2 separate regions of the Gossypium hirsutum genome follow, and region 1 is linked to region 2. The links are chromatin contacts, called in public Hi-C maps. All regions are on one chromosome and are shown on one strand. Each heading gives the region's core, a stretch centred on a gene start, on an enhancer-like site or on the middle of the called end of the contact. The rest is flanking DNA. Distances are from core to core; before and after follow the strand shown. Region 1 holds the start of LOC121230499. Region 2 holds the start of LOC107962912.

Region 1 (4,988 bases), core at 1,991-4,490, 140 kb before region 2:
TTTATTGGTAAAGTTTATTGATCATTAATATAATTGATTAATATTTTTATATTTGAAATTATTTGATTTAATTCATTTTATATATTAAATATTTTTTTAAAATATCGGTAAATTTAAAACGGTGTACCGAAACAGATCAGTACTTGTACGAAATAGTTCCGGTAGAAAAATGGCGTGCTTACTAGTGCGGTACGATTACCTTTTGATCTCTTGAAATCGTCAAACTCTCTCAATAAGTAGGTATTATTTTTGGAAGAAATAGGGGTTTTGTCTCCAAACTCTACAGAGAGTCTAAGTATCTTGAGAGATAATGAGTTCACAAAACAGACACGCCTTATCAAGATGGACCATACTTAGATCAAGTGGTACCATGCCTCCCACCCAATGACTTACATGTTATAGATTAAGGATTCAAACCCTATCAATGACATATTACCAAACATTTTCTTGGTAGGTGATTGCAAATTCTAACAAGGTGCTCCAACTTAATCAACTGATCACCTCTCAAAATTCAAATTATATGCCAAGTTAGAAAACAAAGCTTATACTCAATTTGACGATAATATATAAACTTGTAGAGGAGTCTGATAGCCCAAAGGATCAAAGTAACGAATTTTTCAATTTAATTTTTTTCTTCAAAATGTAATTATGATATGATCACAAATAATACATATTTAAGCAACTTAATTATAATTAATTTTCTATAAAAAAACTATAATTAATTTAGTGTGGAGCACAAACCATACTAAAAATTGAAATATATCTCAACTTGTACTAGAATAAATAATATGAAACTTAAACCAAAAAATAAAAAATAAAAATCTTATAGATAACGTACACATGACGTGATATTTTCATATTATGAGACTCAAATATGGACACTCAAGATTTTTCGAGCAATCTGATGCTCATTGGCTTCTTTTTTTTTTGTATAAAGATTTGTATCCTAAAAGCAAAACTCTAAAAAATTTATATGATATGTAAACTTTAATTTTATACAATCATTTAATATGAAATTTTGGTTTTAATTCAATTTTGTACATTTAAAAATATAAATCAATGGAGTTATTTTTATCTCGAATAAATTTAATTATTTATGTATTTAATAAGTAACCTTAAACTTGTGTATTGTATTTCATAATAAAAAAACATAAATTATATAAATTTAATTATTTGTGTATTGTATTGTATTAATAGTGTTAGCTATTTTTGAAAAGTTTAACTGAAATAAAAATTTAATAAATAATATTGCATAAAATCAAAATACGCATTTAAAAACATAAATTATATATATTAAGAATTAAAACACGTGCGTTTTAATTAAAGAAATAAAATCTTCTAAATTGCTTGAAGAAAATTGCTCAATTTTGAATTCAATTAGAGTTTCAACAAGAAAATTTAATATATATTAAAAAAACTATAAATCCTATTACACATATATGAATGCGGAAATTACATATTTAACATATAGAGGTGCGTTTGAAAATTACATACAATAAATAATGAAACGTATGGTTTGAAACTAATTAATCATAATAAAGTATGAAATATTTACAATATTAAAATAAAAAATTAGATTAATTTGTATGTAAATTAGATATACAATCAATGAAGGTAATAAATTGTGTATATTAAAATAAAAACATATAAAAAACATTAAAATGAATTTTTGGTAGACCGATAAATTTAAAGTTTTAGTAATCTTATTAGTGTGAGTTCAAACCTCAATGTAGGTACATTTTTACTATTTTTAATTACAGAAATATATTTTCATAATTTACCTAATAGTACAGTAACAAAGAGAATCAATGTATGTGTTAAAAAAATAGGCATAATGATCTATTTGTCCTTCCAATTTTACAAAAAAAGACATTTTAGCCATTCATTTAAATTATTGCCTCGGTTACCCCTTAAACTTATTCTATCTGTCAAATCACCCCAAACATAGATGGAAAAATTAATCGGTTAAATTTCTTGACATGGTATCCACGCTAGCACTTAATTAATTTTTTAAAAATTAGAAAATATTTTTACTACATTTTTTATAATTTTTATTTTTTTGAAAATAAATTTTATATATTATTTTTGTTATAAAATAAATAAACGGAGAGTAAAGAACAAACAAAATGAGAGAGTAAAAGAAAGCGTATTTTATTGATCAATCGGAATAATCTACAATACTTTCCCAAAGTCTATATTTATAGACATAAAAAATATAAATGAAATAGAACTCTACTCCTAATGACTATTAGAATTTAAAGTATATCAAAAACTTATCTATATCTTGGTGGATATAGTATCAAGAAGTATCGCTTGTGGAACCTCAATATCCTTGAGTTTATTCGCTAAATGGCAATTAGCACATACAATACACTCAATTGCTTCTCGTGGATTTTCATATCATTGTTGCACAAAAATGGGATATGCATTTGAAATGGAAGCCCCGATTATTATATAGATCCTGAGCAATACGTAAATGGATCGAGTAATCTCCTCATTTATCTAAGAAAAAATATTTCTAATTTGCATGGTCCAATCATTGATCCCGAAATTTTCTACAATAAAATTAGGTAGGTCACTAATATAGTTACCTAGCCACAATTGTGCTATTTACTTTTACTGAAAATTAAAAAAAGAAAAAAAGAGAGAAACTAAATCAGAGGAGAAATTGTATTCTCCTAATGCGTAAAAAGAGTAAAGTAAGTATGACTTCACATGCTTTGCTTATCTCGAAAATAAAAAAAAATCTATTTAATAAGATATTTATAAAAAATTTAAAATAAAAAATAATTAATTGTTGATATAATAGTCTTAACAAAATTAATAAATGATAAATTTTTTATTATTTTAAAGTGATTAAAGTTTAAAAAAATAAATAGCTGAAATAATTGTTTTTAATAAAGTTGGAAGATTTTATAGATTATATTATTAAAAAGAAGTTGCAACACCGCCATGATGAGAGTGGCTTTTAAACCGCCATTAAAAGCAAATAATTTAATTTTAATTTTGCTTCTCCTATAAAAATCCCTCTTTCCTTCTAACTCAAACCACATTACATGTTTCATTTCCTTTTATCTCATGAAATGCAAGAGTTTCTCCTCTTTTTGATAAATACTTAATTTCGCTTCATTTGAGTCTTCTTTCTTAAATTTCGTCTAAAAATCCTCTCCCAATTTCATTTCCAAAGCTTTTCAATTCTCTTGATTGTTCATATATTATAAATTTCTTCTTTTTCAGCCATGGGTGTTGCAGTTCTAAAACCAGACGATTGTTTGAAGCTACCAAATCCCGTGAAACAACGAAATAGTCTTTGCCTTAATCCGAACCGATCGAATCGGTCACACCCAAACCGTAAAACTCGGTCTCCTACTACCTCCCCTCCTTCCCAGTCGGCCGGCCCCAAGGTACCGGCTAAAGATCTCGTGATGGGTCAAGTTAAGATCCTCAAACGCGGTGAGGTTCTAAAAAAACCGACGCCGGAGAAATCCGTCAGGTTCGAAAAGGAAAACATTGACGTTGCAGATCTGGGTTCCACTAACCGTTTGGGTCCTGAACCCGGTTCCGTTCCTACCCAGATCCGACTGACCAAGTCAAACAACAATAAGAAGGTCGTTCCAGCCTCTTTTTATGCTGGGTCGGCCTTTATAACCTCGCCGCCTCCGAGTTCCGTCCCGATGCCGGTGTTTTGCACCAAGAAGATCAGCGTTACCGTGAAGAATGACGACGCCACGAGCGACTTAAGGAGGATATTAAGGCTCGATTTGTAGTCATACTCAGAAATTAATTCGTGTCAGTTTGTCGATTTCATCGTTTGGGTTCTCTTTTATATTTCGATCATCCCTTATTTTTTCAAGGGGAAAGATCGAAACAGGAGTAGGTTTTAGCTTTTCAAATAGTGTTCTTTATGTTGTATAGCGTAACTTGGGTCTTAGATTTGCTGATTTGCTTGGTTTAGAATGCAAAGGTGTGTCTGGGTTTTCGTCTATAAACTCTCAGTCTTTTTTTTTTAATTTCCTCACAGAAAAATGTAATTTCTAGTTTGGGAAAAAGGATATATTTGGTGGGTTATCATCTGAATTAGGATTAGTCTAAATTTCGTTTGATTGATATATGTATAATCGGTTATTGATTTGTTAGTGAAGTTGCGTTTGATTTCTGTGTTAATTATTGCTGTTGTTTCGGTGGAGTTTCGATAACCAAAGATTACTGCTACAAGAGAGTATTTGGAATAATCATAGTTCGGAATTTTATACGATCTCTGGAAATGATGAGGGAAGAAGGCGTTTCCTGTTTAAGGGTCTGAAAAACAAATCAAAAGATGATAGATTGATCCCCCATCAAAGCTTCCCAAACTGTACGGAATGTTTGGAGTAAGGTTTCTAAAAAAGAGCTGTAATAGAATAGGCCTATAATTAGTAATTCAATTGTTGTAATAGAATTTAATTGTTTGGTTGAATTTAATGGAATAAAGTTGTAATAGTATTATTGTGTTTGGTTGAATGGAATAGATATAAAATAGTATAAAGAAAAAAACTAAAATGATAATAATATTCTTAGTAAAAATTTTTTAAATATGGATATTAAATTTTAATTAGGTTCTTATTAAATATAATATAATTTGATAAAAATAAAAATAAATAATTTAATCATATTTTAATATAATTATTATTAAATATAACTTAATAACATTCTTAATATAATTATTTTTATATTTAAATTATACTAAAATGTTTTTTTATTTTTATATTTAATTATATTAAAAAATTAAAAAAATTTATTTACTATATTTTAAAAAAGTACACTATTATTTGAATGCATTACTTCTGAATTTATCTCAATTTTATGATTTCAACTAAAGTTTTATTTGTTATTTACATAATTTTTATATAAAAAAGCTTTTTACCTGTGTTATACTCTAAAATTACTTGATTGTATTAAACACAATTTTTATTACAAATAAAAGAAAAAAGTCACAAAGCATCCAGAAG
Region 2 (5,423 bases), core at 1,255-3,754:
TTACTTTTACCCAACCCTAGCCAATTTAAAAAAGATAAATCTAGGCTCAGCCCGGCCTAACCATATTTGAATTTTTTAGATTATTTTTATTTAAAATTAATTTTTTAAAAAATATAATGCACTAAAATATATTGAAATAAAAGTTTTCTAACATATTAAAAAATATTTATATTATAAAACACTACTATAAATATAATAAATATTTTATTGTATTAAATATAAATTTTTGCTTAAGTTTTTTTTTAAGTTTTAAATAATGAATTTAATTGTTATTAGGTTAATTATTTAATATAAATATAAATATAATTAATATAGCATTTTTTATAACATAATATATTTAAGCCTGATAGAATTAAGCTCAGGCTAAATAAATCTTGCCCAAGATGCAACTAGTATAAAAAACATGTCTTAAATTTAATTCAATCCTTTTTTTAAGCTTAATAATTTGTTAAAACCTTTTTATTTTTTGAGTAAATCTTTGAGTGTTATCAGATAATCCGAGGTATGAAACTTCGCTGTCCCTTGAATAGGTGAAAAATCTTCAACGTGCATTATTTTGTTGATTGGAGTAGGTGGGTGGGACTTTTGAAATATGGATGTCCACTCTAATTTGACCTTTTATGGAAGTTTGGACTTTGGAGATCCCCAAAATCTCCTTTGTCTGTTTTCAAAAAGCGTACCTAACTGTAATGGGCAATTGGAATAGAATTAAATCAGTCTAATTTTATTTTTAGTCCTTCTATTATAATTAATTTTAAGACTTAATCTCATTTTTAATTTGATGTAGTTTAGTTTTTCTAAAATTAAAATTTTGATTTTTAATTTGTTACTAAGGCTTTGTTCACCTTTTAGCTTTAGTAGTTTTAAAATTTTTTAATTTACCTCCAATAAAAGAGTAGGAGTCACATTGAATAAATTTATAAATATTAAGGGCTACATTTATTATTATACATTATATATGAACACCAAATTTTAATAGAGGGACTGTTTTGCTCACTTATCTAATGTAGAAGGGTTAATTTGCTAATTTTTTTAGTAGAAGGGATAATATGCAATTCAAGTATAGTACATGGAATTTTATGGTATTTTTATTAGTGCTATATCGATAATTGTGTTAGTAGTTGATAAAAATTAAATTAAACCAAAAAATTATATGTACACACAAAATAGAAGTTCATATATAATAATGCACGTTGAACCAAAATTCATTTGAAATTTTACATTTTACCCCTTCTTTTATAAGAAAAAACTTATTGAACTCGTAAAATTTTAATGGCACATATAGTAGCCTACATGACAGTTCACATATACTTAATAAAAATTTTATAAAAATTTTAAAAGAATTATCCACATCAACAATAAAATAAACATAAATTGTAACATGATAACACAAGATACCATCTCAACACCGTTTAAGTTTTTAATAGTCCAATAAGTTTTTTTTTAACAAAAAGTAATATAACTGACAATTGAAGATCGAGGAATAAAGTAATTTTAAAAGAGCAAAAAAAAAGGGTTAAAAACCAAAGTGATAAAAGAATAGGAGGTAAGATTGAAATTATGCCAAACAGGTAACTACACCAAAACAAACCGATTTTCATTAACATTTATCATTGGCCGTATATGAAGACACTGTAAACACATATGACGATTATGAACAATGTACAAAAAGAATGGTCTTACTCAACAATTCAGGGCAAATAAACTTATAAACCAATGTAATGGTAAAATTTCTTTTGGACCCCCTCAAAAAAATTATATTAAATTTAAGCCCCCAACCTCTCTCTCTCTCTACCCTTTGTTGATCCCACATGGAGCTGCAAATCTAGCAGAGAAATCAAGGAAAGCAGCATCAGCTTCTCTATGGATCCCTTCATCGAAATTGAGTTCATAGCTCTGAATATCATACTGCATCTTCATCGTCGACCTCCTTTTTTTGTTGGCTCCATAAACGCTGAACCTTCGTATGAAATTCTTCCACTTGGGCCCTGCCAATACCTCCGATACCTCTTTCAGTTCCTTGGCTTTCCTCTTCAACCAGATTTCTTTTGCCTCTTCTTGTTGCAGCAAGTACCCCTGCCCTTCGAGCCGGAACCGCCACCGGAAAAGCCCCTGGAAACAACCGCAGCCGAAGGACGAATCCGGGTCTTCGAAATCTTGGGAGTAGTCTTCGTTTCCGTCGTTTCTTAATGGCCAGGTTTCTTTGGCGTGGATTGGTTTTTCTTGTGGTGCGGCGGCCATGGGAGGATGTAAAATGAAGAATGATTTTTGAGAGCAAGGAGGAATGCAGGTATTATAAAAAGAAACATCCAAAGCCACAAAAACCGGCATTTGCCGTCCAATTTACAGCTCACTTGCTTTTAAGCCAATGTGGATCCAGCTACTACTTGACCGTTAAAAGGGGCCAGAGCCTAATCTTTTTTCTAATTTGCCCATATGTCAATTAATTTCTTGTTGTTGGGATGCTCTAACTGCCATTTGCATATTAAATCAACTTTAAAAATTTTGTATTCTCTGTCATAACATCCTTTGCTTTTGGAATCAGACTATGGTGATGGATGGATATTTTAGATAGAAAATCGATTTATATAGAAAAGAATTAATTTATAAGTGAATAGTTAAATCAATAGAAAAACAAAATATGAGATTACAACCAATTGAACCCGTTTATAATTTTTATTTTTATTTTATTATTATTTATTAAAAATAAAAAATTGATAATCTGACTAGTTTGACTATTAATATAGTTTTTGAAACATTTATGCCAACCACTCACCTACTATTTTCCTTTTTTCGTATCTTAAAATTTGGCTTTTTTATAAAAATAATTCAAATAATTTAATTAATTATCAAAATGACTCACCTTTTTAATTAAATACAAGAATGACCTGAAATCTACAGTAAATGTTGGTGGAACCAAACGTCAGCAAGGAGCATAAAAAAATTAATTTTTTGATGGAGCCATATAGAATGGCGCCACTTGTATAAATACTAGAGAAATATTAAAATTTCTAAAAATATAGGAGACTTAAAAAAATTAACCATTTTCTGGTGGAGCCAATTAAAATGGCGCCACTAGATTCCCTACCTGCCGTGTCATTTTTTTTTACTTTTTTGACTTTTTTTATGTTTATTTATTTATTATTATTAACTTTAAAAAATTTAAAATATTTTATTAATATATATATTTTTCTAAATTTTAATTTTATATTTTGAAATTACTTTTAAAATTTTAAATATTATTTTTTAAATATTAAATATATTTTTTAATAATATAAAATATTTAAATATTTTAAACTTTCAAATTTGTTATTAGTTTTATAATATTTTAAATATTATTTAATTTATTTTATAATATTTTAAATTATGAATTTTAAATTATTTTTAAAGATATAAAATGAAATATTAAAATTTTTGAAAATATGAAGGGACTTAAAAGAAATTAACCATTTTATGGTGGAGCCAATTAAATTCGCGCCACCAGATTCCCTACCTGCCATGTCAGTTTCCTTTTTTTTTACTTTTTTGATTTTTTTTTCTTATGTTTTGTTTTTTATGTTTATTTATTTATTTATTTATTTATTTATTATTATTATTAACTTTAAAAAATTTAGAATATTTTATTAATAATATATTTTTCTAAATTTTAAATATATTTTTTGAAATTACTTTTTTAAATTTTAAATATTATTTTTTAAATACTAAATATATTTTTTATAAATTATTAATTTTAAAATTAATAAAGATATTCAAACGTTTTTTAAATTAAATTTAAAATTTTAAGAATTAATATTTAATATGGCTCCACCTCTTGGTTCTCTACTATATATAGAATGGTGAAATTGTTGTGTTTAGTAGGAGAGTTCAAAAAATCTATCCAATATGAATAATGAGGTGTTTTTGGTGTATGTTCTTTTTTATGGTGAAATTATAGAAGGTGTTGTTGGTTGTGAATTTCGAGGTCGGCAAAGAGTAGGTTTGCGATTCAAAAAAAATGTGAAGCTAGCAGAAATGAAAAGGAAGATCAGTACGAAAATAGCTATACATTGTGGAAGGGCGATGTCCAAATTATTTTACAAGTTTCCAATTTCTACAGATTCGTTCAAATTTTGTGAAATGCAGCTATTAGATGATGATGACTTGGGCACTATGATGGAAATATGGTGGTCGACTGGGAGTGAGAACCCTCAACCAGTTGAATTATTTGTCGAGTTAGCAGACTTAGAGCCTGTTGAGAATGTTAGTCCAATAAGTCAACATTGCGAATTTGACTTTGATTTTAATGTTGGATGGACAGACCAATTAGAATGTGAAGGGACATCGCAGATACCCAAAATTCCTAATTGTAACAGTCCCTAACCCCAAACCGTCACCAGAAGAAGGTTATGGAGCATTACCGGAGTTTACGGAATAATTACACACAATTCCATTATTTTCTTATGTTTATGTCAAAGCTGTCTTATTGAGCAGCAGTCACTAAAATATTTATAACTGGAGCTACAAAACTCCAAATTAAGTTCCATTAATTTTTCTTAAAACTAGACTCATATATCTTTCTACCATAAAATTTTCAGAATTTTTTATTTAGCCAATTAGTACAGTTTGTTCCTCAAAGTTACCCCTAGTCTGCTGTTTGACAGCTTCGACCTTTCTTTACTAAAATTTAATTATCTCATAGCATAGGACTCGGATGATGTTCCCGTTTATTTCTCTTGAAAATAGACTCATTAAATATTCTAAGCATATAAATTATAGCCCATAATTATTTTTATACAATTTTTAATGATTTTCCCAATTTAGAATAAGGAATTCCAAAATCAATCTGACATTGTCTCACAAAAATTCAAATTCATACCAAATTAGTCAAATCTTATCTTATACCATAACCAAACCTAAATTTATTTATTTCATCCTTACATTTACAATTTCAAAATGACACACACATAAGACATCCTAGGTACATGCCATTACCCATAATTAACACACTTCACCTCATTGAATTCGGGATCGGCCTGGGATGCTGATTCAACGTTCTATCTTTACTTAACCTGCGCACGGAAACAAACCGTACGCTGAGTATGGTATACCCAGTGGTATTTCTATAATCCGAACACTTGATAATATAACAATTAAACTTAAAATCACAATAACAAATATAACTATTCATTTATTTATTTTATAGATAAGTTTCATTTACTTACCATAAAAATTCTATACAAGCCATATAACAAACACAACAACATATTTGTTCAATTCTTTTCATTTGCTTACCGTATAAATTCTTTACAATATATTCACAATTCACTTGTATTCACACTTTACTTCTTAACAATATACCATTTTAATTCATTCTAACATCGATCATCATCCATTTGAACTTCACTCATTTCATGATCCTTTTGGTTCATGTTTTCAATCTCATA

The links. A called contact is a pair of places that touch in the nucleus more often than the background predicts.
Region 1: a contact with region 2 is called in a Hi-C map of leaf, with 2.1 times the contacts expected there. The contact joins the promoter of LOC121230499 here to the promoter of LOC107962912 in region 2. A contact is called at or near these places in 3 of 34 Hi-C or Micro-C datasets (callus and leaf).

The regions. Positions count from the first base shown.
Region 1 is chrA06:39,158,256-39,163,243 of Gossypium_hirsutum_v2.1, reverse strand. LOC121230499 reads left to right here and starts at 3,240. Exons shown (of 1, transcript XM_041115393.1): 1 at 3,240-3,767. The coding sequence starts at 3,240. The coding sequence ends at 3,767.
Region 2 is chrA06:39,013,522-39,018,944 of Gossypium_hirsutum_v2.1, reverse strand. It overlaps LOC107962912, which reads right to left and starts at 2,504. Exons shown (of 1, transcript XM_016899473.2): 1 at 1,577-2,504. The coding sequence starts at 2,331. The coding sequence ends at 1,792.